Regions from separate parts of the Sus scrofa genome. Here regions 1, 2, 3, 4, 6 and 7 are each linked to region 5. A link is a contact called in public HiChIP or PLAC-seq and promoter capture Hi-C data. All regions are on one chromosome and are shown on one strand. Each heading gives the region's core, a stretch centred on a gene start, on an enhancer-like site or on the middle of the called end of the contact. The rest is flanking DNA. Distances are from core to core; before and after follow the strand shown. Region 1 holds the start of TPM3 (tropomyosin 3). Region 2 holds the start of KCNN3 (potassium calcium-activated channel subfamily N member 3). Region 3 holds the start of CKS1B (CDC28 protein kinase regulatory subunit 1B). Region 4 holds the start of ZBTB7B (zinc finger and BTB domain-containing protein 7B). Region 5 holds the start of UBE2Q1 (ubiquitin-conjugating enzyme E2 Q1). Region 6 holds the start of EFNA3 (ephrin-A3). Region 7 holds the start of PBXIP1 (pre-B-cell leukemia transcription factor-interacting protein 1).

The links. Promoter capture Hi-C pulls out the DNA fragments that hold promoters and counts their contacts. HiChIP or PLAC-seq counts read pairs in DNA pulled down with a chosen protein or histone mark.
Region 1: a promoter capture Hi-C map of liver shows a contact between it and region 5, with 5 times the contacts expected there. The contact joins the promoter of TPM3 here to the promoter of UBE2Q1 in region 5.
Region 2: an H3K27ac HiChIP or PLAC-seq map of alveolar macrophages shows a contact between it and region 5. The contact joins the promoter of KCNN3 here to the promoter of UBE2Q1 in region 5. A contact is called at or near these places in 4 of 5 promoter capture datasets (fetal liver, fetal skeletal muscle, liver and 1 more), 11 of 47 Hi-C or Micro-C datasets (alveolar macrophages, embryonic fibroblasts, fetal heart ventricle and 7 more) and 1 of 2 datasets of contacts at active chromatin or transcription factors (alveolar macrophages).
Region 3: a contact with region 5 is called in an H3K27ac HiChIP or PLAC-seq map of alveolar macrophages. The contact joins the promoter of CKS1B here to the promoter of UBE2Q1 in region 5. A contact is called at or near these places in 2 of 5 promoter capture datasets (fetal liver and liver), 1 of 47 Hi-C or Micro-C datasets (liver) and 1 of 2 datasets of contacts at active chromatin or transcription factors (alveolar macrophages).
Region 4: a contact with region 5 is called in a promoter capture Hi-C map of liver, with 12 times the contacts expected there. The contact joins the promoter of ZBTB7B here to the promoter of UBE2Q1 in region 5. A contact is called at or near these places in 3 of 5 promoter capture datasets (fetal liver, fetal skeletal muscle and liver), 3 of 47 Hi-C or Micro-C datasets (embryonic fibroblasts, liver and skeletal muscle) and 2 of 2 datasets of contacts at active chromatin or transcription factors (alveolar macrophages and skeletal muscle).
Region 6: a contact with region 5 is called in a promoter capture Hi-C map of liver, with 5 times the contacts expected there. The contact joins the promoter of EFNA3 here to the promoter of UBE2Q1 in region 5. A contact is called at or near these places in 2 of 5 promoter capture datasets (fetal liver and liver), 2 of 47 Hi-C or Micro-C datasets (embryonic fibroblasts and mesenteric adipose tissue) and 1 of 2 datasets of contacts at active chromatin or transcription factors (skeletal muscle).
Region 7: a contact with region 5 is called in a promoter capture Hi-C map of liver, with 13 times the contacts expected there. The contact joins the promoter of PBXIP1 here to the promoter of UBE2Q1 in region 5. A contact is called at or near these places in 3 of 5 promoter capture datasets (fetal liver, fetal skeletal muscle and liver), 9 of 47 Hi-C or Micro-C datasets (brain, embryonic fibroblasts, heart right ventricle and 4 more) and 2 of 2 datasets of contacts at active chromatin or transcription factors (alveolar macrophages and skeletal muscle).

Annotation. Positions count from the first base shown.
Region 1 is chr4:95,548,453-95,551,515 of Sscrofa11.1, reverse strand. It overlaps TPM3 (tropomyosin 3), which reads right to left and starts at 1,689. Exons shown (of 8, transcript NM_001001632.1): 1 at 1,508-1,689. The coding sequence starts at 1,639.
Region 2 is chr4:94,928,351-94,931,169 of Sscrofa11.1, reverse strand. KCNN3 (potassium calcium-activated channel subfamily N member 3) reads right to left here and starts at 1,362. Exons shown (of 8, transcript NM_213985.1): 1 at 125-1,362. The coding sequence starts at 1,036.
Region 3 is chr4:94,818,231-94,821,012 of Sscrofa11.1, reverse strand. CKS1B (CDC28 protein kinase regulatory subunit 1B) reads left to right here and starts at 1,430. Exons shown (of 3, transcript NM_001243542.1): 1 at 1,430-1,540. The coding sequence starts at 1,482. It overlaps SHC1 (SHC-transforming protein 1), which reads right to left. Exons shown (of 13, transcript XM_003355137.3): 1 at 987-2,782.
Region 4 is chr4:94,795,304-94,798,328 of Sscrofa11.1, reverse strand. ZBTB7B (zinc finger and BTB domain-containing protein 7B) reads left to right here and starts at 1,607. Exons shown (of 4, transcript XM_021089747.1): 1 at 1,607-1,724; 2 at 1,881-1,981.
Region 5 is chr4:95,219,464-95,222,610 of Sscrofa11.1, reverse strand. UBE2Q1 (ubiquitin-conjugating enzyme E2 Q1) reads right to left here and starts at 1,462. Exons shown (of 15, transcript XM_001929469.6): 1 at 1,284-1,462; 2 at 1,255-1,281; 3 at 1,014-1,252. The coding sequence starts at 1,338.
Region 6 is chr4:94,717,755-94,720,830 of Sscrofa11.1, reverse strand. EFNA3 (ephrin-A3) reads left to right here and starts at 1,481. Exons shown (of 6, transcript XM_013997020.2): 1 at 1,481-1,661; 2 at 1,664-1,709. The coding sequence starts at 1,583.
Region 7 is chr4:94,836,014-94,839,052 of Sscrofa11.1, reverse strand. PBXIP1 (pre-B-cell leukemia transcription factor-interacting protein 1) reads right to left here and starts at 1,688. Exons shown (of 11, transcript XM_021089739.1): 1 at 1,560-1,688. It overlaps PYGO2 (pygopus family PHD finger 2), which reads right to left. Exons shown (of 3, transcript NM_001185175.1): 3 at 2,505-3,039.

The DNA.
Region 1 (3,063 bases), core at 440-2,939, 330 kb before region 5:
GTGGGTGACTGAGGAAGACAAGATCCCAGCATTTCCAAGCCCAGTTATATGAAGCAATGAATATTCTAACAATCTTAAGTATTAACCTGGAAGGCAGCTGCCTCCCCTCTTTCCCCCAAAGCATTAATTCTCAGCCACTCCCCAGAGAAGCAGCCAAAAAGTAAAAAACAAACAACAACTTACCAACGGGAAGAACCAGGAATACCAATACACCACAAGAGGTCTTTCATCAGGTCTTCAAATTTTAGCAACTGTTACTTTCCTCTCCAGCCTCAAGATCCTCCAAAACCAAAGCCTCAACTCAAGATATCAGCTCCACCTACTAGACTGCACCCTAGACCCTGAAAAGCTCATAGCCTACTATAACAAATCGCCCTTCTAAACAGAAAGTGGTTTCAAGAATCACCCCTCGGCTCATTAACATTTTATGTTCCATCTTTCAGTAGAACAAATATTTACTGAACTTAAACAAAACAAAACACTGTAGTGGATAATTGGGAAAGGAGCAGAGTAACATCACTAGAGACCCCCGGGAATTCATTATTTGGAACTCGGTATCTTGACTCCATCAACCACGCGAACTAGAAACCTTGACAGAAATTGGCACCCCATCAGATTCTCTGCAACATACACTCGCTTATCAGCTCTGCTTGGACGAAGTGTTCTTAACCTGGTCAGCTAGCACTCTTCACACTTCAGCAATAAACGCCTGAATCTGGCATAAGTTCCTGCCTTCCAGGTCATCGTGGAAGCTAGGCAAGTTTTTGTTGATACCTACATTTGCACTAACAGAAGGAGTGAAGTACCATCTCCTCCCCTCCCTCTTCACGTCGACAGAGAGAATGGGTTCAGCAGTTGCAAGGGCTCCCCGTAAGAGGAAAGGGCCCCAGGCCGGAGGATGGGAGGCGGTGCTGTGGCCTCAACCTCCTCCAGGGAGGGCACCGCGCTTCCTCTCGGCCGACTGCTGCCTCATTTCCTGAGCAGGAGGAGGGAGCGGAAAAGCTACCAGCAGGCTAGGCTGGGGGCTTTCCGGCGGGTCCCACCCTCAACCCCCACCCTTTCACCTTAAATTCGGCTCTGCCCCTCCCAGACTGGAGAGGCAGCCACCTACTCTCACCCTTGAGGCCGGAAACCCCAACGAGAGCAAAATCCCCCCCGCCCTCGACGGGGAAGTGGGGGAGGGAGAGGCCGCTTGAGCCCCTCCCCCGGCCGCGCCCGGCTCAGAGCGACTGAATGAATGAGCTGGGAGAAAGGAGGAAAACCACTCCTCAGGCCCGCGAGGCTCAATTCCTTCAAAGGTCACGCCTGTTCGCTCGAGCACCCCGTTCCCCCCTCACCCGCTAGATGTCCAAAGAAGCTGAGCCCCACCCAACCTCCGGGCTCCAACTTCATCACCAAGTATGCTGGCCCTCTAAGGACCGTGCTCGTTCGCAAATATGGGACCTAGTTCGGGGTCCCATCTGCTCCAGCGCCTGCCATTCCCTCACTCGCCTCGCCCTCTCCGTACCTGTTCCCGGGCCCGCCTTTCCCCCTCCACTTCCCGCTGGAGGCGCTCGGCCCTCTCCTCTGCATCATCGGCCTGCTGCTGCAGAACCTGGATCTTGCGCTTCACCGCCTCGATGGTGGTGATTCCAGCCATGGTGCCCACCCAGCTCCTGCTCGCAATCGGGTTCCTGCCTTCTCCGCTCGGCGCTGCAGCCGCTTCTCACCCCTACTTCCGCCTGCTCCGCCCTGAAATACCGGAACTCGCCCACCCGCCCGGACGTGACGCCACCACCGCCGCGCCCTCCCACCGCCAGGCAGGCGGGAAGGCTGTCCACTGGAGGGAGACCAGCCGCGGGGAGCGAAGGGCGGGACCGCTCAGTCGCCCGGGGCGACCGCTCCCAGCATTTTCCTCCAGCAGGCAAAGGGGGGCGGGGTTGGAAAGAGGGAGGGCTACCATGGTAACCGGAAGGCGCGTGGTGATTAAACCTCTCCAGCCGCGGGGCTGGCTGTCCACAATGGTTGGCCTGTGAGGCCCCTTACACACTCGCAGTTGACCCCTCACTTCCCCAGAGCTGATCGGCCACTACTTACCCAGCTGATCCACCACCACTTACCCGCTAGGGCACCCTGTGTACCTCTCCACCATATACCCCATAAAGGCTTCCAAACAGGTACTAAGAAAAAACCTGGTCTTTCTGTGCCTCATCTTCAAAAGAGCCCAGATATCCAGTCTCCTTTCAAAGGCTGCTCAGGTAGGTTCTTTCCCATTTCCTAAAAGTCGATGAAGGGGATTAATGGGGGATGAAGAGATGGGCAGGTTGACAACGCTATCTATTTGGCATCAAGTTTTTTTTTTGTTTTGTTTTTTGTTTTTGTCTTTTTGCCTTTTCTAGGGCCGGTCTCACAGCATATGGAGGTTCCGAGGCTAGGGGTCGAATCGGAGCTATAGCCGCCGGCCTACGCCAGAACCACAGCAACGCTGGATCCGAGCCGCGTCTGAAACCTACACCACAGCTCTCGGCAACGCTGGATCCTTAACCCACTGAGCAAGGTCAGGGACTGAACCCACAACCTCATGGTTCCTAGTCGGATTCGTTAACCACTGCGCCACAAGGGGAACTCCATCTGTTTGGCATCAGTTTTGAACATAAGTGTTCTATTTAAAATACAGGTGTTAAGTTTTCCTCATGGCTCCTAGTCGGATCCTTAATCCGACTAGTATCCGTGAGGATGCGAGTTCTATCCCTGGCCTCGCTCAGTGGGTTAAGTGATCTGCCTTGCCGTCACAGACACGGCAGGGACTGGGTGCTGTTGCGCCTCTGGCGAAGGCTGGCAGCTATAGCTCTGATTGGACCCCTATCCTGGGAACTTCCATATGCCACAGGTGCAGCCCTGAAAAGCAAAAGTTAAAGCATAAAGTACTGGTCTTTTTCCCTGTTACTTTTGAGAGTCAGTAGACACCAGTGATTTACCAACCGGCCGGATTCTCCAGACCTTGAATGATTCAGGACCTGGTAATTAATCATCACTTTACAATTCCTTTTGTAGGTGGGGAAGGTATTTTATGCCCCATTTTAT
Region 2 (2,819 bases), core at 113-2,612, 290 kb after region 5:
CCACCACCACCACCACCACCATCTCTCTCTCTCCCCCGATCTCTCTCATCTCTCATTTCTCTCTCTCTCTCTCTACCTACATATGCCTTTTGTTCAAGGTATAAAGAGAAACTGCAGCCCCTACCTTTGAGTACAAACCCCAAGAGAGCTCGGTCTCTATCACCATAACAACAATTCCAAACATCCCAAAAATCAGAGCATAGTCACTCAGTCGCTTCCTCTTTTCAAACAGGGCCCTCCTGTGTCCCAGCTTATAGCCAATGTTTTGGTTTTTCCGCTTGTTGGCTTTGGGGAAGGTGGTGCTGCTGGCAGTGGTGCCGGCATGCTGGTGGTTGTGGGTGGCGTTGGGGTGGTGGAGCAGGGTCTGATGGGCATGGTTGTCCTCCCGGGAGGAGATGATGATCTCGGGGGGGTTGCTGGGGCTGAAGAGCTGGAGGGGTTGGCCCTCAGGCTCAGCCTCAATGAGGTTCCTCCGGGAGGCGCTGAGGCGGCTGAGGGGCTTCATGACCCCACCGCTGTACTTGCAGGAGCTCATGGCGATCTCCGTGAAGGGGTTGCTGTCCCGCCGGTGCACCAGGGGGCTGGCCTGCCGGTGCCGGCCGCCTCCACCAGGCCCACTTGTGGCTGTGGAACTTGGAGAGTGGCCAAGCAAGTGGTCATTGAGATTGAGCTGGCTGCCTTGCCTGGAGGAAGGGTGGAGGATGGCGGTGGAGTTGGACGAAGGGGGTGCCCTGAAAGCAGTGGGAGAGGAGTGTAGCAGGCCGGGATGAACGGGCTGGCTCTGGAGTTGGGCGAGCTGAGACAGGGGATGCGGTGGCTGCTGCTGCTGTTGCTGCTGCTGCTGCTGAAGCTGCAGAGGCTGAGGCTGCAACGGGGGTCCCGGGGGCTGCTGGGGGGCTGCTGGTGGTGCCGGCGGCGGTGGCGGCGGCGGCGGCTGCTGTTGTTGCTGCTCATCCCCGGAGGATGGACAGGGGCACTTGGGGTCTTCATCCAGGTCTCCCACCCCGGAGTCATGGAAGTGCCCAGAAGTGTCCATCTTGGGGCCTGGCTGGATTTCCTGCAGCACAGCCCCCCACCCCAAAGCCACCCTTGCTCCAAAGATGTCCTCAAAGAAAGCCAGGCATCCAAGCTCCCCCACCAGAGTGTCTTGGCTCCAGCCCTCTCTCTTTGGCTTGCTTCGGTTCTCTGGGGCTGCCTGGAGTCCAGACGCTGCCACTCAAGAATGCATTGTACTGGGCACGGAGGGAGAGCAGGAGGGGCGCTTGGAGAAAGAAGAAGAAGGGGGAAAAAGAACTCTGTCTCAGGAGGTGGTCCTCCAGGAGCGTGTGAGGCCAGGCTCAGCTTCACTCCTCGCTGGCTCAATAGCTTCGCTCTCCTCCTCCTGCCACTGTTATAGGGTAAGCCAAGCCCACTTATTAGCAGCTGGTCTCATTGGCTTGGCTTAACTCTCCAACCACCTCCTAACTCCGCCCCCCAGCATAGGCTCCTCCCCGGAGGAGGGGCCTGCCGCGCTCCGCTCCCTGCCCTGGCGGCAGCGCAGCGAGGGCTGGGAACTGTAGTTTCCGCTCGCCACCCTGGAGCTGAGCGGCTGCCCTCTTTCCTCTGACAGGTATGGCAGAAACCCGGCAGCCCACGGCGATCCGGGATGTAAGCGCACGAGGGGGCGGGGGGCGGGGAGGAGGAGCCGAGGTCGTCCTACGGAGGGGCGCTATGCACCCGGATAAGGGGTCAAAAGGCAGGAAGACAGTTATTAATGGCCAGGGTCTGCCATAGGTTGTTTCACACATATTATCCAGCTACAACCTCCAGACACCCACGGAGGTGGGCATCGTGTTGCCATTTCACCAACTGATGCTCAGAGATACTGAGCAACAACCTCAAGGTCACAGAAGCAGAGGGCATCCACATCCAACTGACTCCAGGTAGACAAGCTCACTGACTGAACTGCCTGCAGTACGTGAGCAGGAGCATCTGTTATTTCTAAGCCTCACATCAACCCTATGAAGATGATGTCATCACTCTCCTTTTACAGATGAAACCCGTTTTTAAAAAAATCACTCAGGCACAGATATGTAATTTGCCAGCTGTCACCCTGTTTGTAATTAAGGCTGCTAGAATTCCAACCCGGGTCAGTCTGACCCCGCAGTTCCCATACCATCTCCCAGGATGCCATTCCATGATGATGTTCAGGGCAGAGTGGTTGCTCCATAAATTTGCTCAAACGATGGATGAGAACGAGCCAGAGAGAGGCTGTGGAGGAAGAACCGGCCTCCCCAAAGCACGATGTGTGACGTGGACTGTGACTCTGGCAGACTTGGAGTCACAGGAGGGTCTGGCAGGAAGACTGAAACCCCCCTGTGGTCACACCCCACCTGACCTGTCCCAAGCAGCTCTGAGAGTCAGAGCTGGGAACAGCTGCTGGCTTCCCAGGTTCAGAGCCATCATCAAGTATTTATTAAGCTCCCACTGTGTGCAAAGGGCGTTCCAAAAGAGATGGGGCCCCAGCTGAATTCATTTCCATTTCTAAGTGCAGCAGACCCACGGGTCAGTGAGGAGGGGGCCGTGATGAGATTCCCCAGGCACACCTGGGGCTTTAGGGGGCAGCGTCTTCCTGCATATCTCCTGTGTCTCCCATCACCCCTTGGCCTCTGGTAGGAAGGGGAAAGAGGAGGAAAGATACGCATATGCAAGTGCACACGACGTGTACATAGGTGTGCACTCCCTGGCCCACAAACATGCACACACGTGCACACACGCAGTGAGGTTCTAAAGCAGCTCTCCTGAATGGTGAGCGCCAAGTGGCCAGGTCATGGAAGGGC
Region 3 (2,782 bases), core at 181-2,680, 400 kb after region 5:
TCTGGTGATAGAAAATTTGCGCTTCTGTCACACCCACATGTCGCACATCAACAAATCCATGGCCCTACCCAGCTCCCGACGATGACCACGACGACGACGATGGACAGGTATGAGACAAACAGCTGTTTCTGGGGTGGAGTCGGTCCTGGGAAGGGAAACTCAGGGAGTGGGGTTGGGAGTCTATGAGCAAGTCTCCCTCCCGCTCTCGTGCCAAACCCCAAGTCCAGCCCCCTACAAGTAGGTCCACCCTTGTAAGGGGATAAGGACAAGGGCTGCCTCTAATCTCTTACTTCTCAGAACCAGAGATGTGAACTTTTGCCTTCCTACCCGGTGGAGCATGAGAGCTCAGGAAAATTGAGCTAGAGGCCCCAAAGAGAAAAAGAACAGGGAAATGTAAGCAGGTGACGTTCCAGGGGCTGAAGACAAAGCTCCCCAGGCGATGACCTGGGACCTACAGGGATAAAGATCTTGAGGGGGCGTGGTCCCTTAGGACGCGTGCATCAGAGATTTCCAGGAGGCCAGGCTTCTGGGCGATCAGACGTGGATTAGGGAAGGGGCGGAGCTTCTAGAGGGGCGGAAACCCTAGAGAGGAGTGGCTTCACGAATTCAAGCAGATCTTTGAGGGGCAGGGCTTTGCCCTTTGGGGAGATAGGCTTTTTGACAGACAGGAGTTAGCGGAGAATCGTCGCGAGGCGGGGTTTCGGGTAATTGGAAAGACTTAACGTTGGGTTTCTAGGAGTAAGGCTTGGAAGCATGTCTAGGGGTGGGACTTCCAGGAAAGCTGGGCGACGGGGTGGGGTCGGGGACAATAAACGGAAAATAAGTCGGGGTTCAGGGAGCCCCCTGAAGTTGGGAGGTGGGACTTCCGGGGAGGGGGTCGCAGGGGGCGGGACTTATAAATGAAGACCGGAAGTAGGGTCCCGGGAGAGGGGTTCCGGGGTGGAGGGGAGGTTCGCCTAAGGAGAAAAAAAAAGGTCCCAACTCACCAGGGCTTCATGGGGTCTCCGCACCGCACCGCGGGTCGATTTGGTTCCGGATCACGCCACTGCCTCCTTAGGTCGCCGCTCCAACTTTCTCCCCGGGCCCGGCCTCCCTGGAGAAACTTTATTGCACTCACTTCCGGCCTTACTAACCCCTGACCCTCTACCTCATCGTCCCTCCTTCACCCGTCCCACTTTCCCAAATCAGCCAATGATGCGCGAGAACGCTCACAGGGCAGTGATAGCCTATAAGAGGCCTATTTTTGCCCTACGTTTTTCTTTAGAAACTTAAGCAGTGCACTCCAATAAGGACCTGAAGAGAAGCAAATCTAAGCCAATCGAAGGCTTGGAAGTGGAGTTGTCCCGCCTTCCGCCAGGCGGACCAATAGGAAGCGCGGGCGGCGTGTTTGAAAGCGAGGCCAAAGAGGGTGGGAGCGCGTGCTGCTGGGAGTTGTTTGGAGGTTGGCGGTGCGGTGTTGACGGTCCTCTGGCAGAGCGATCATGTCGCACAAACAAATTTACTATTCGGACAAATACGACGACGAGGAGTTCGAGTACCGGTTAGTGCCGGCGCGGGGGCAGTATCGAGGTGGTGAGCTTTGACAAGTGTGGGCACGAGGAATTAGTAACAGGGACCGAAGGTATAGAGTCGGCGCATGCGCAAGAGGTTAACGGGAATGGGTGTGCGCTTTGAGCGTAAGGCGCATGCGCTAAGGGTAGGGGGTCGCTCAAAAAAGCCTAAAAGTGGTAGTGAATTTGTAGTAAGCTCTCCCGTGGGGAGGAGGCGTAGGTGGGCGTGGTTAGAGTGCTGACCATCCCCACTCTTGAGGGTTTCTGGATCATTCTCTCCAATTTGCTCAGCAGATTGAACTTGACTTCTTGAGACTGCTTGTATCACCGCAACACCACAGAGCCTCTGGGGTCGGGAGAAGCTCGAATTTTCCTCGCCTCTTCAAAGTGAGGGGAGTTCTGAGAGAGCCTGAGTGGTGTTCATTAATTCTTGGAAAAGGAGCGTGGTTGTCTGGCTTGTTTTATAGGAAGGGGGCTTTGAAGATCAGGAGTGGAATAAAACTGGCCAGAAGCATTGAGTAAAGACTTAATACGGACCTAATAGATGACCTTCAAATATTTGAAGGGCATCTACTTGGGAAACAGCTTATAGGTTTCAGATGTTGTGCTAAAGTGCAGGGATAAGCCATGGTGCCTGCTTTCACCAAAACTTTTTTAAGTCTGTGGAAATACTCAGAAGGTGGTACTTGGCATGATAGAACTTTGTACAGGCTGTGATGGGAGCAGTAGGACTTGCCAAGCACAGCGAAGAAAGTGAGTCGCTCCAGAGTTTGCATTTGATAAATCCTAACCATAATTCTAGATTAGAAAATTAGGGAAGAAAAGGAGTTCTGCAAATGTTGGCATTCCACCAATCTGTGTTAATTGTAATACTTAAAACACCTGGAAGCTTGGTTGTTTTGTATTTCTTCTGCAGCCTAGTGCAGGGCTCTGGGCCCTCTGGAGAACTTGGAGTGTGCCAACAAATACATAACTATATGTATGCCACATGGTTGGGAAAAGACCCCGAGCCCTGTTTGGACCTAATTAACTTTCTTTTCCTCACCTGTTTTCCTCTCCATCTAAAGGAGGCTAACTAAAATTAGGTGCTTATAATTTATAAGGGCTAGGGGAACATCACTAGTTTCCTCCCCTGGAATATGTAAGACTTGGCAGTGATACCTGGTTTAAGAGAAGAGGTTTTATTATGTGTTGCTTTTTTTATTTGTTTTTTGGGGCTATTGGGATTTTTT
Region 4 (3,025 bases), core at 358-2,857, 420 kb after region 5:
CTGCTACCCCTCCTTCCTAGAGCCCCCCTAATTCTCCAGTGAGATAATGTCTGGGGTGGGGGGCTGTTTGGTTTGGCCTGGGCCCTCAGGGGCGCCTCACACTTTCCGCCCCTGGCTGGGGAGCAGGGCAGCGGCCCCGAGGCTGAGTCACGGCCGGAGGGAGAGGGAGGGAGGGAAAGGGACTCCGCCCCTCCCCCCCCCCCCCCGAGCGGGGATCCCGGGTCAGCCCGGGTGAGGGCCAGGGCCCCCCTGGCGCCGCCCATTGTGGTCCAACAGGTTGAGCTGGTGTCCCGCGGAGCCACCTGCTGGAAAGGGAGGGAGGCCCCCTGCGGAGGGGGCTGGGGTTGGAGAAAGCAAGTCCGACCCGGTTCGGCCCGGCCGGCCGCGGGGAGCGGAACCTGGCCCGCGGTAGCCGGATTTGAATCCGTTTTACACTAGTGGGAGGGGCTCTTTGGGGTACGTAGCGCCGCAGGCCCAGTTGGAAGCGTCCCACACGCGCTACCTTCCTCAGTTGGGGGCACTGAAGTACATATCCTGGTCCCCCCGCAAACCCATTCTAAAAGACTCAGCCCCCCCCCCCTGCCACTTGGATCTCGGAGCGAATTCAAGTCCAGAGGTCCCTCCTTCACGGAGACTCAGTTTCTCCACTTAGGGGACGACGGATGGAGGCGGGGAGCAGGAGTGTGTGCTTGCCTCCCCCTCCCCCTTCGTGGACTTGGCCCCTCCCCTCTGACAATGCCAAGGCCGCAGCGGGCACCGGCTGGAGCTCAGAGGCTGCTTGCCCAGGGCGCCGTTCCCTCCCTGCGGGGCGCTGTCACGCGTGGGGAGGGACGCAGGGTGCCTGCAGCCTCAACTCCCCCGCTCCCTCTAAGGGGCGGGGGGCTGGGGCGTAGGAGCTGGAGTTGATGGCCGGGTGGTTCCCCTCCCCCTACCTCCTGGGGCCCTGACCTGATTCTAGCCCCTCACGGGACCCCCTCCTTCAATCCCCTAAATCCCCGCCTCGCCCCCACCTAGGCTATCTTTAACCTCCTCATACCCTTCCCTCCTGAGGCGCTGACCCTACAGAAGCCCCTCTGGGAGGAGTGGGAGCCCTTGATGGGGGTGCTCGGTTCCCTGGCCGCTGCGGACACTGCCCCCTCCTCTTCCCCTCCTCCAGGTTTCGGGCCAGTCCCTCGGCTCCGCCCCCTCCCTGGAAGAACGCAAGGCGGGACCCACTTGAGATGGGCAGGTGTTCAGGCCAATGGGTGGACAGGGCGGTGGAGTGCAGGGGGCAGGGCGGAGCTGCGGCGGAGGGCTGGAAGGGGGTCGAGGGCGGAGCTAGAGTTAAGGTGGACTGGGAGAGATAGGAGCAAGAGGAGAGGGAGAGGGAGAGGGAGGGGGGGAGAAGGACCGCGGCAGGTGAAGGGAGAAAGAGAGAAGGAAGGAAGGAGGGAAAAGAGGAGGGTGGGAAAGGCTCGGAGAGCAAAGTAAGAGCTTGGAAGAAGAGAGCGAAAAAGGAGGGAGGGATCCATTTGCGCCCTGCAGAGACTGGCTGGACCAAGGGGTTGAAGTTTATGTCCTTATTGGGCGGAGGGAGGGGGCCTGGGGGGGCGGGTGAAAAACCAGGAAGTGACAGAGGGTGTTGCTAAGGGTGGGGGGGAGTTTGGGGGGTGGCAGGGGGCGGGGGGAGGGAGGGGAGGGATGGGGGGAAAGCAAGCAGGAGGACAGGTGAGACAGCAGGACAGGTGAGGCGGGCCCTGAGGGGGGGGCGGGTGGGAGCCAGGTGAATGTACGGTTCTCAGCGGCCGAGGGGGGGCGGGCGGCAGGAGGAGGCAGAGGGCTGCGGAGGAGGAGCCCCCCAGCAGAGAGCGGCGAGCCACTGACCGCGGCCTTCTGACCAGGACCGGAGCAGGGCCCCAAGCCCCCGGGCCTGGCCGGGGACGCGTTTCTCCCCACACCCTGAGCCTCAGCAGCTCCAGCCAGCGGACCCAAAGGCGGAGAGGTGAGTGTACCCCATTTTTGTCTCCTGCCTCAGGGTCCCCTAGGCTTGAGACTACTGCAGTGTCCTTCGTCCGTCCTGAAAGTGGGACCCCCCCCACACACGCATGCAGACCAGATTCCCACCACTCCCCTTCCCGGTGCCTTCCCAATACTCCGGGTCTTTGGAATTGATTTTAACTGGGAGGAAAGGTAGAGATGGAACTACGGCTGCCCCCCCCAACCCAAGGCCGAGGGTCCCGCAGAAACTTTCTCTGCACTTCTGGAATCAGACAGACTGGCGGCTCCGGGATGGAGAGAGGGTGAGGCGGCGCTGAGCGCTCCCCCAGTCTCCTTCGTGACTTTAGGGGGAGACCCCCGACCCGACCGAGTTGAGGGAATGGAAATGCTGACGGACTCTAACTAGGACAACGCTCCCCCCCACCCCCACCGCGCCCCCTGGCGCGGTGGGTTGGACCCGGGCCAGTTGCATGGGGGGTGGGGGGAGCACTGGAGGAGCCGCGGCTTGGGGGAAAGTTACCGGCTGGACTATTCGGTTTCTTGCGCTTCCAGAGCTGCGCTCTCTTGCCGACAGTGGGGCTCAGCGACAACCTCCGAATGACTTAGAAAGACCCCTCTCTTTGCCGCCCCTCTATCTCACTCTCTTCGTTCAGGCTCCAGTACCGCCGCCACCTTTTCAAAGCCAGCTCCTGCCCCTAGAACCTAGGAGCCAGGGTGGGCGACTGGGAAGAATTCTCCCTACCACCCGTCTCCCCCACCGGCGCCGGCGCACCTGCCCCTACCCCGGGTGGGGGTCTCTACTGTGTTGTTGTAGAACCTAGTCTGAGCGCCGCTGGCAGAGGGCTGCCATTCAAAGGGGTGGGGGGCGCTGCTTTCAATTTCCAGCTTTCTCTCTCCCCTCCCACCCCACACCAAGTAAGAGAGCGACGTGTCCCGGCCAGAGCGAAGGGGGGGCCTGGGTGTGGGGGGGCGGCGTGGGCAGCGGGTTGTGCCCGGACACGTGCCTGCCCGGGCGCCCCGGCCCTGCTGGTGTTTGGAGAGAGGGCGG
Region 5 (3,147 bases), core at 213-2,712:
TAAACTGAATTCAGACCCCCAAGCGCCACGCAATTCACAAGTCTGCCTTTCCCCAAGCTGCTCCCAATTGCAGTCTGCCTGCCTGGATTAAAGCACTGTCCCCTGGCTCGCTAACCAGTGCTGCCAGCAGGGCAAACACTATCACACCAGGTGGTATCAACCACTGTAAGTGCTACACCATGCAGTATCAGGCATTCCCAGATTATCAGAGGCCAAACCTCTTCACAGGATGTTTGAGGGTATAGCCTAGGACATGTAAGGTGCCTCCTACTCTAGCGCACCTAGGATGGTATGATGTTCACTAGGAAAAAAGAAGGAACTGTCAGAATAAACGGGATAGCCCCCAAACGTCACCATCATTACCAGGAAAGGCAAGAACCCAAGACAACGAGAGATACCCACAGGGACCAGGAGGGGAGTGGCGACTACCAGCTGGGGCAAGAGGAGAGTTAGAGGTTATACCAGAATAAAAGGGAATCCAAAAAGAGGAGTCGCTGAACTGCAAACTATCACTTAATAAAACTGAAAGAGGGGCTAAATAAGAGATGCCTGGGCAGGGATCCCACAGGTGGCAACGTCCTAAATCAAAGGTGCTACTGAAAAGGGGGCATCACTGAAATCTGCAGAGTTCCAAGGGAGGTCCTTCCAGCTCAAGTCAGTGCAGCAGCCTGGAACCTTCAGGTGATAGTGGGGGGATGAGAGGGGCATTCTTGGGTGGCAAGGTAAAGTTGCTTAGTAGCCAAAATCATGAACCCATGGATGTGGGTGGGTTAGTGGAAAGGGGTAGTTGAGGCGCCATATGTCGGGTGTCCCTCACTATGAAGGGCAGAGATTCTTTCCAGGTGCACGACAGAACCTCAAACGGCACAAACAAGTGTAACCTGGAGAAAAGGAGCCTAGCCCCGAGAGGGGGATTCGGCCTCCCAGGTCTTTGGAGAGCAAAAAGCCGTGTGGGGTAATCCCGAGTCCCAGACAAGAGGTCCCCAGAGACGCGCACGCGAAGGGGTCCTCACCGTGATGTTGCAGTGGATGCGGACAGGATCCCCAGGCACCGACCCCCGTGGGGGGAGATGAGGTCCGGGCGCGGCCCCCGCCCCGGCCCCTCCGGCCCCAGCCAGCAGGAACTCGCAGCTCAGCTCGTCTAGGCAGGCGCTGGCAATGCGGAAGCGCTCGTGGCCGCGGTGGAAGATGGACTCGAGCAGCTTCAGCTCCCGCCTCAGGCAGGGCCCCGGCCCCGGGCCCCCCCCGGGCCGCCCCCGGCCCCCGGCGCCGCCCCCTGGCCCCCAGCTGCTGCCCCGGCCCCGGCTGCTGCTGCCCCTGCGGCTGCGGCTGCTGCATCCTCCGCTCCGCTCCGCTCCGGGGCCGGCGGGCCGGGAGCCTCCGGCCTCCGCTCCGGGCTCCGCCGCCGCCGCCGCCGCCGCCGCCGCGGTCCGCACTTCCTGATCCCCCCTTCGCCAAGATGGCGCCGCCGCCACCTCTGGGACAGGGCCCCCCCCCTCCGCTCCCTGGCCCCCCCCACAGCCGCCGGAAGCCGCGCGCCCCTCCTCCTCCTTCTCGGAGACTCCGCCTCCGTCCCCTCTCACGTGACTTCGCTGTTCTGACCTCCTTCACGTGACACCTCTCTTCTTCCCGCCCCTTGTTCTCCGCGGCCACCCTCCACATGTGACCCAGGGCTTCAGCTCGCGGCTTGCAGAGCCTCAGTGCGTGTTTACGTACGGCGGGTGTGCGTGCGTGCGTGCGTGCGACGGCCCTCGCCGGCTCTCCCCTCTCACGTGACCCGGCGCCGCGTGCTCCCAGGGGCTACTTGTGCGGGACTCTGTTTCCTGCTCTGGGCCCTTTTACGCCGAGCACCGGTGAACGTGCCGGGCGCTCGGTGGTCGGAAGAAAGACGGAGAGCTGCGGTCGCCTATTTGCTTTGTCCTGCGCACCCACGCTTGTCCTCGGCGCAGGGTGCCCGAGCCTCTGTCCCCTTGGGCACACACTGAATGAGGGACATGGGATTGGAGAATGAGCCGGATTGGCAGGGCCAGGACCCTCTGTGACCTTGGGTTAATTACCTTCCCTCATTTCTCTCATCTGTGCAATGACAGATGAGGATAGTAATGCTTGCTTTGCCTCCCTCCGAGGATTGGAATTGAAATCACGAAGTGATTGCTGGTCGATTATGTACGAAGAGTAGCCAATAAGCTAACCTTTCACGGCTATCAGACTCTCGGGGTCTGGACGACGTTTGGGGTGGGACGGCACGGGCTTCCTCTGCGGTGTCATGGGAGCAGTGCATGACTAGTTTACACCATTAACCCGGCAGTAAGATGGAGGGACGCAAGCCTGGGCGGACCACTTTCCCAGTCTCAAGTCCTAAGCGCTAACACCTTGTCGCAGTGGTCCCGGCATTGCCGGGGATAGGCAGCAGTGCCTCTGGAGCCTCGCTAGGTGGCACTATCACAAAGGACAAAGCTGGCAGAGGTTCCAGAGACCCATAGTTGGCGTTCCTTTGCCAAGGGCAGGTGTTAGCCTGTGGAAAGGCCCGGGGGATTCTACCAAGACGCCTCGGGGCTTGAGAACCTGGCCAGATCGCCTCTTTCTCCTCTCACTTGGCTTAAAGTGAGTTAACATTTATTTGAAGTTGACCTCGGTGCTTCCTATTGGGCTACTCATTTATGTCGTCAGTGGTGGTTGATTAAAAGTCTTCTTTGCCTAAGTTGGGCTCTTGGTATTTAAAGATGATTGAGGTGTAGAACTAGCCTAGGGCTGTTTTATCTCCTTTGAGGAGACTGAAGAGTTTGCTGCATGTCACCTCTGTCTGAATGTGCAAGTTGGGAGCATAAAAGGTTGTGGTAAGAACTCCCATTTATTGATCTATATTCAAATCTTGTAATAACTTGTAATGGAAAATACTCTGAAGTATTATTTCAGAATATATATGTGAATCACTTTGCCATACACATGAAACAGAGTATTGCCGATCAAGTATACCTCTTTTAAAAAGAATTCCTGTTTACTGAATACTTCCTGAGTCAGGGGATCCTGCAAATGTTTCTAATTACCCAACAACATTGCCAGGGCAGCTTTTTATCTATTTTACAAGTAGGGAAAAGGAGTGACTGCCCAAGGATTTACAGCTAGTAAGCAGAGTTCCCGGGCATG
Region 6 (3,076 bases), core at 232-2,731, 500 kb after region 5:
ATGAGCAGACAAAGGGTGCCCGTGTGTCCTCTCTCCTGCAGTGTGAACAAGGGAGCATCATGCCTGTCACCCTGGGCACCGGTGGTTGGATTGGGTTCTGAGAGTCTGGTCCAAGATCTGGTCCGCCTGGTAGCTCTTGGTCTGAGCCTCTCCAAAAAGGGGGATGAAGTGTGGACACCTCCCGGGTCTGAATTCTAGACCCTTTTCCTCAATTTCTACTTCATAGGAAAAGAAGGGGGAGCGCACAGTCCCGTGTGTGTCAGAGGGTGTGCATGGGCTTGTGTGTGAGTCACTGTGTGTGCGTGTGTCTGGGTGTGTGCGCCTATGTCTCTGTGTGCCTCATCCTTGGGTTTCTACAGATCTCCAGTCATCTGACAGCACCGGGTTATCTGTGTGTCTGTATGTCTGTGTCAAACGCCTGTGTGCTTCTTTTTTCTTCCTTTCTTTCTCTTCTTTCTTTCTTTCTTCTTTTTCTTTTAGCTTTTGTTTTTCGGCTGCACCCTCATGGCCAGGGATCGAACCTGTGCCACTTTAGTGACGACGCTAGATCCTTACCCGGCTGCACCTCCAGGGGACTCCAAAATACCTGTGTTTCTACATTCTCTGCCTCTGGTGTCTGTGCCTTTTCTCCTGAACGTGTGTGTGTAATGTCTGTGCCTGGACGTCACTGTGAGGACAATGACTATGGTGAGAGCTGGAACACAGGGCGCTCTACCCTCTGCTCTCTGGTCAGAGTCTGTGAGAGGAGGAGTGAGAACGCCTGGGGACACTGTTGGCTGCGCTGGGAGGGGGCCCTGGTTGAGTATGGCTGAAGAATCCTTTGTAGGTGTCCCAGGAAAGCCTGTTTCACTCTGGCTGACTCTCTCCTTGGTCCCTCCTCTGCCTTGGGCCCTAGACTGCCAAGGGCCCTTCCAGCCCCCAGTATCGACATTCTAGAGGGCTGGGCTCCTCTACACTACCTCGGAGAAAAAGAAGCTGGGGCTTCAGGTCAACAGCTGTCTGGTCCTTGGTGGCAGCAGGGGGCTTCTCTGCCACCCTCTAGAACCCACCTGACTCCTCATGCACCTGGGAAGAGGGGCATGGAGAGAGTAGAGGACCCGTTGTTCAGAAAAGAGGGAGTTCTAGTTCTTGTTAAGGGGTGATAGACCCCCCGCTTCTTTTCAATTCTCCTTCACCCCATCCCAGAAATGAATGCTCCCGAGGAGAGATGGAGATCCCTGTTTTGGCCTCCCTAATCCTTCGCCTGGGAACTTCAGAATGGGGAGCAGAAGACCCAGGACCAGCAGAAGCAAATTACACCTAAGAAAGAGAGCCGAGGCGCTCCAGTCGTTCCTGAGGGGGCAGCACTATCCTCACCTCCCACGCGCGCGCTCCGGGCCTGAGCGGGGCGGGGCCTGGCGGGAGCGCGCCAGGGGCGGGGCTTCGGGGGCGCGCCCGGGAAGGCGGAGGGAAGGGTTGGGGGCGTGGCCTAAGGCTCGGGGGCCGGCGGCGGCGGCGGCGGCGGCGGCTGCAGGGAGCTGGGAAGCAAGAAGCCGGGAGAGCGGGGCTCAGTCGGGGGGCGGCGGCGGCGGCGGCTCCGGGGATGGCGGCGGCTCCGCTGCTGCTGCTGCTGCTGCTCGTGCCCGTGCCGCTGCTGCCGCTGCTGGCCCAGGGGCCCGGGGGGCGCTGGGGAACCGGCATGCGGTGTACTGGAACAGCTCCAACCAGCAGTGAGTCGGGGGCCCAGGGAGCCCGTGCGTCCCGCGTCAGTGAGAAGGGGAGGCCCAGGAAGTCCTGGGGGAAGCTGGGGTGGGAGTCCTGGGGGACTACAGCTGGGGGCTAGGAGGCGAAGGAGAGGGGGACACACTCTGTGGGCGCCTATGAAACTCGAGGGGTGTCTGAAAGAGGCTGTTAAGGTATGGTAACCAGGGCTTGGGCCGTGCGGAGGAGGCTGCTCAGGGACACCCCGCCCCACCTTGGCTTCTCTCCACACCCGAATAGCTTACCCCCACCCGAGAGTCCCCCCATCTTAACCCCCTTCAGCTGGGCTGGTGTTTGGGAGAACCAGTGTGCTGGGGATAGGCCGCCGCACTTGGGGGCCCCAGAGATGACCTGTTTTCAGCCGTGAGGGTTTCGAGGGGTTCTAGGACTCTTGCTTTTAAAAGTGGGGTCCAGAGCTGAGGCAAGGAGTCCGACGAAGCACCACCTCGGAACGAAGGTGAATGGGTTACCCTTATTGTATGGATAAGCCTGGCTGGGGTGAGCTGGAGCTGGGTCGCCAAGTTGGGGGGCTCTGGAGGTGCTGTTTGGTTAGGATAGGAACGTGGGGTACCGGCGAAAGGAAGGGAGGCAAAGAGATGTTGGCGTGTCACACACGCACATACACGCCCGAGCTGGGGACGGCGTGTGGCTCCAAGTGTGAGCGGGCGTGCGCGGCTGTCAGTGTGCGTGTATGTCTGAGTGTGTGATTTGTGTGTCTGCGTCGGCGATCGTCTAGGGGTGGGAGCGGGCGACGGGTCGGGGAGGGGGCTGCGGTCGCTGTCCGCGTGGCCGGCCGTGTCTGGGCTGGGGTGGCTGTCGGCGCCGCCGCGGTCTGGGCGGGTGTCAGGGCGGCCGTGTGGTTTCCCGGGGTGTGTGGCGCGGCGGCTGGGTGCTGGCTGCGGGGTCAGGTCCTCATTCTGCTCAGTCCTTGCTGCCCTTGTCTTCTCCTCCCCGCCGAGGCGCCGTGTGTATCACCCTGGCCGCCTCCGAGTGTCTGTGTGTTCGGGGGGGATCCCTGGGGACATGGGGGTCACTGTCACATCTGCCCAGGCAGCAGCAGCGCCACTGCTTCTGGCTCCTCACTCCGAGGGGCGACTCGGGAGCAAACAGTGAGGCCTCACGGGAGGGGACCGGGAGGGCCGGGCGGCCGCGACCCCCAACCTCCCGGGGGAGGGGCCGCCGCTCGCCCGCTCTGCTCTTTGTTGTTTGGGGCTCTGCGCCTCCCCCTCTCTCCCTCCTCGCGCCCGGAGTGTCAGACTGGGGGTGGGGATGAGCCAACGACGCCCCCCTCGCTTCCCATGGAAACCTCGGGGGTGGGGATACGGCCCCTCCCCCC
Region 7 (3,039 bases), core at 439-2,938, 380 kb after region 5:
TAGAGAACGTGAAGGTGACTGGGAAGAGGGATTTATGGCAACTACCATGTATAATGCACTTTACAGGCTGCAAAGCCTGGACAAAAATCAGGGCTGTGATCCTACCCCCTGCGAACCTGCTCTGACTTGGCCAGGTGGCAGTGGGAAGTTACTCCAGCTTCCAAAGCCTGACACAAGGCAGGATAGGAAGATCGTAACCTACTCCTTCATCCATGGCCAAGACTGTCCCCCATCCAGGCTGGCAATGGTGGAGGGAGAGATGAGCTGACCCCCTAGAGTCTTAGATTCTGATCCTTTAGAAGGGGCTAAATGACGGCTTGCTGAGGGGTGAGAGGGGTGGCAAGTGGTAAAGGACTCTAAAAGGAAACCTTGGGAAAAGGAGCGAGGCTGGGGAACAAGCATGGCACTTCTACCCTAGGAAACCGCCACACTGCCCTCTTCTGTTTGAGCTCAAGTGAGTCCTACTCAGTGCCCTACAAACCTCCTGTGGCCCTTGTGCGTCAAGATCCAAGCCCAGGACAGATGAAGGACACCTCACAGTGTCTCCCAAGACCTATGCCTTCCAAACGCATGCACCCACCCCACAAGGAGACAGGAGAAGGGCGCAATGACTTCCCCACATCCCACAGGACACCCCTGGCAGGCTTCACAGGCATCCAGAGAACCATCACTGTGCAGCCTTCTGGTCTCAAGCCCCTCCCCCACAGTTCTGTCATCATCTCCCCATCCTCAGTTGCTGTGTGTGACTTTTAACAGGTGGTGGCAGGGAAGTGGCAGCAGCTTGGGCTGAAGTCCCTGTTTATCCTTAGCTGTATACGGCCTGCTCCGGTCCTCCAGAACCAGGCACCATGGTAACCACAGTGATGTCAGACCCACTGTCTCCATGGAAACCAGCAAGGTATTTGGGTCAACAAGACAAACACTTCTGAGACCTAAACAGGAGACAGTCCGGAACCCCTGCACTCAGAGTTCCAAATACTTGTTGGTCTCTCTCCCTTGGTTGGGTTCACCCAAGATTCCAAAAGATCTCCCTGTTCTCCCAAGCCAGCATCTCACTGCCCTATTAGGAAGTTCCTCCAGCTGTCTAATCTCCACCCTGGCCCACGGTGTTTTCAGATCTCTTTCTTCTCATCAACCTCTAGGAAGAAAACCCACCTCCACCCCCTCCTCTTTCTTTTCATTCAAGTAGGATTCAACAAAAACACCCTATAAGGATTGTCAGGAACTTGGGCTACTTCCAAAAGACAACTAAAGGGGGAGCTCTCCCACCCTCCGTAAAAAGCTGGAAAGTCTCGTCTAGCTGATTTCAACCCCCCATAAGAGTTGCTCCCCCAAATCTCTAGAGCAAATGACACAGGGCTGCAAAAACTTGCCTGGGAGACCTAAAGCAAGTTCCTGTTTTGGAAACGGCCGCCCATGATCCCCCTTCCGCCGGCCAAGAAGCGACAAACTAGCTCTGAAGATCCTCGGAGGAGCCCAACCGCTGGAGTTCTGGCCCCCCTCACCTCTATCCTTCCTCGCACAGGGATCCCTGTGGGCCCTTCTCACCGGGGCTTTACCTGATCCTGCTCCTGGCTTCAGTCTTCCCCTGAACTTGTTGCTGCCTCTCCAGCTTTACAGCGCCAAGAAAGGCAGGTCATGTGACCTAGAACCGGCCAATAGAAAGTCAACTTCCCTGAGGGGGCGGAAACTTTTGGCCAATAACAGCTAGACTGGAGAGCCACGGGAGGGGAAAGGAGGGGGGGAACTGCAGAGCCCCGCAACCTGGTTCCCCTCCCTGCGGGACGGCTGGAGTGCCAGCAAACTGAATATTGTCACCTCCCCTCCTGGGAGCAGCGTCTAAAGAATTTCTGGAGCCAAGACCCAAAACTGAAAGGCAAAGGGTGGCTTCTCTAAGACAAGGGGCCAGGTTGGTCCCAGGATAGACAGAGACAGCTGCAGGATGGGGGAGGGGAGTGGCCAATTGCGGGTTGGAAATAGCCCTTCGGCCACTCTCATGCTGCCCCAGTGCGGATTGTTTAAGGATGCCGCTATTTACAAAAAAAAGATGAGGGGGGCCTGAAAAGTATCCAAAAATGAAAACTTCCGGACCCAGGGGCAGCCCCTGATCCCACCCTTGGAGCTATGCTCGCTGCCTAACCCAAATAACTGGGGAGTGGGGTTGTGGGCGCTAAACCCCCAAGCACTAAAGACAGTTGTCTCCCCTGAAGACTTGGAGCCAAAGCTCCGGCTTGGCTCCAGGCCTGGCCCAGGAATGTGCTCAGAAAGGAAACTTGTTCCTCACAGCAGGGACACGGGGGGAGAGGCAGGGAGCACAGGCCTCCCTGGGCTTAGCTGTTTGTACCAGGGCCAGCCCAGAGGGCTGAATCTTTCTGCTGTTCCCACTTCCAGAGACACCCCCCCACACACACACGGATACCTATCTTCACCCCCAACCAACCTGCCCAGGGATGACTGGCCCATTCCAGCCTTGTACCCACACATCAACAGCAAGGGCTCCAGTCTGGATTTTCCAAAGTCATTTTATTAATCCAACCGTACAAAACTTTCCCCACATCTCTGCCACCCCCACTTGCTTCCAAAAAGTTGTGGAGTGAGGGGGAGAGAGGGATTGAGCTGACACCCCACCACCACCGCCGCCCCTCAGGAGCCACCTTACAAAATGCTGCCATGGGAGAGACCACAAAAATAGCAACAGATGGAAGAGGAGCGAACAGAACCACAAACACAACACAAAGTTGAGGGAGGGGGGTGCCATCTCTGCTGTCCGGTGGGAAGAACCCTGGAGAAGAGAAGCCCAGAGGCCGCTGCCTTCTTTTTCACAGCCTCAAAGGCTGAATGCTGCACTGGCCAAGTTCTGCAGCATCCGTGTCTTCTCTTCACACGGGGAAGGGCCAGCAAGGGACCCCCGGCTCCCGTCGGGGCCACGCCCCAAGCCTGCCTTCCCCACCCCACCGAGGAATGTGAGCTCTGGCTGTAAGGGAGGGAGCAGCTGTGAGGGACTCCTCCTCAGGACCAAGGCCCTTCTCTGGCAGGCAG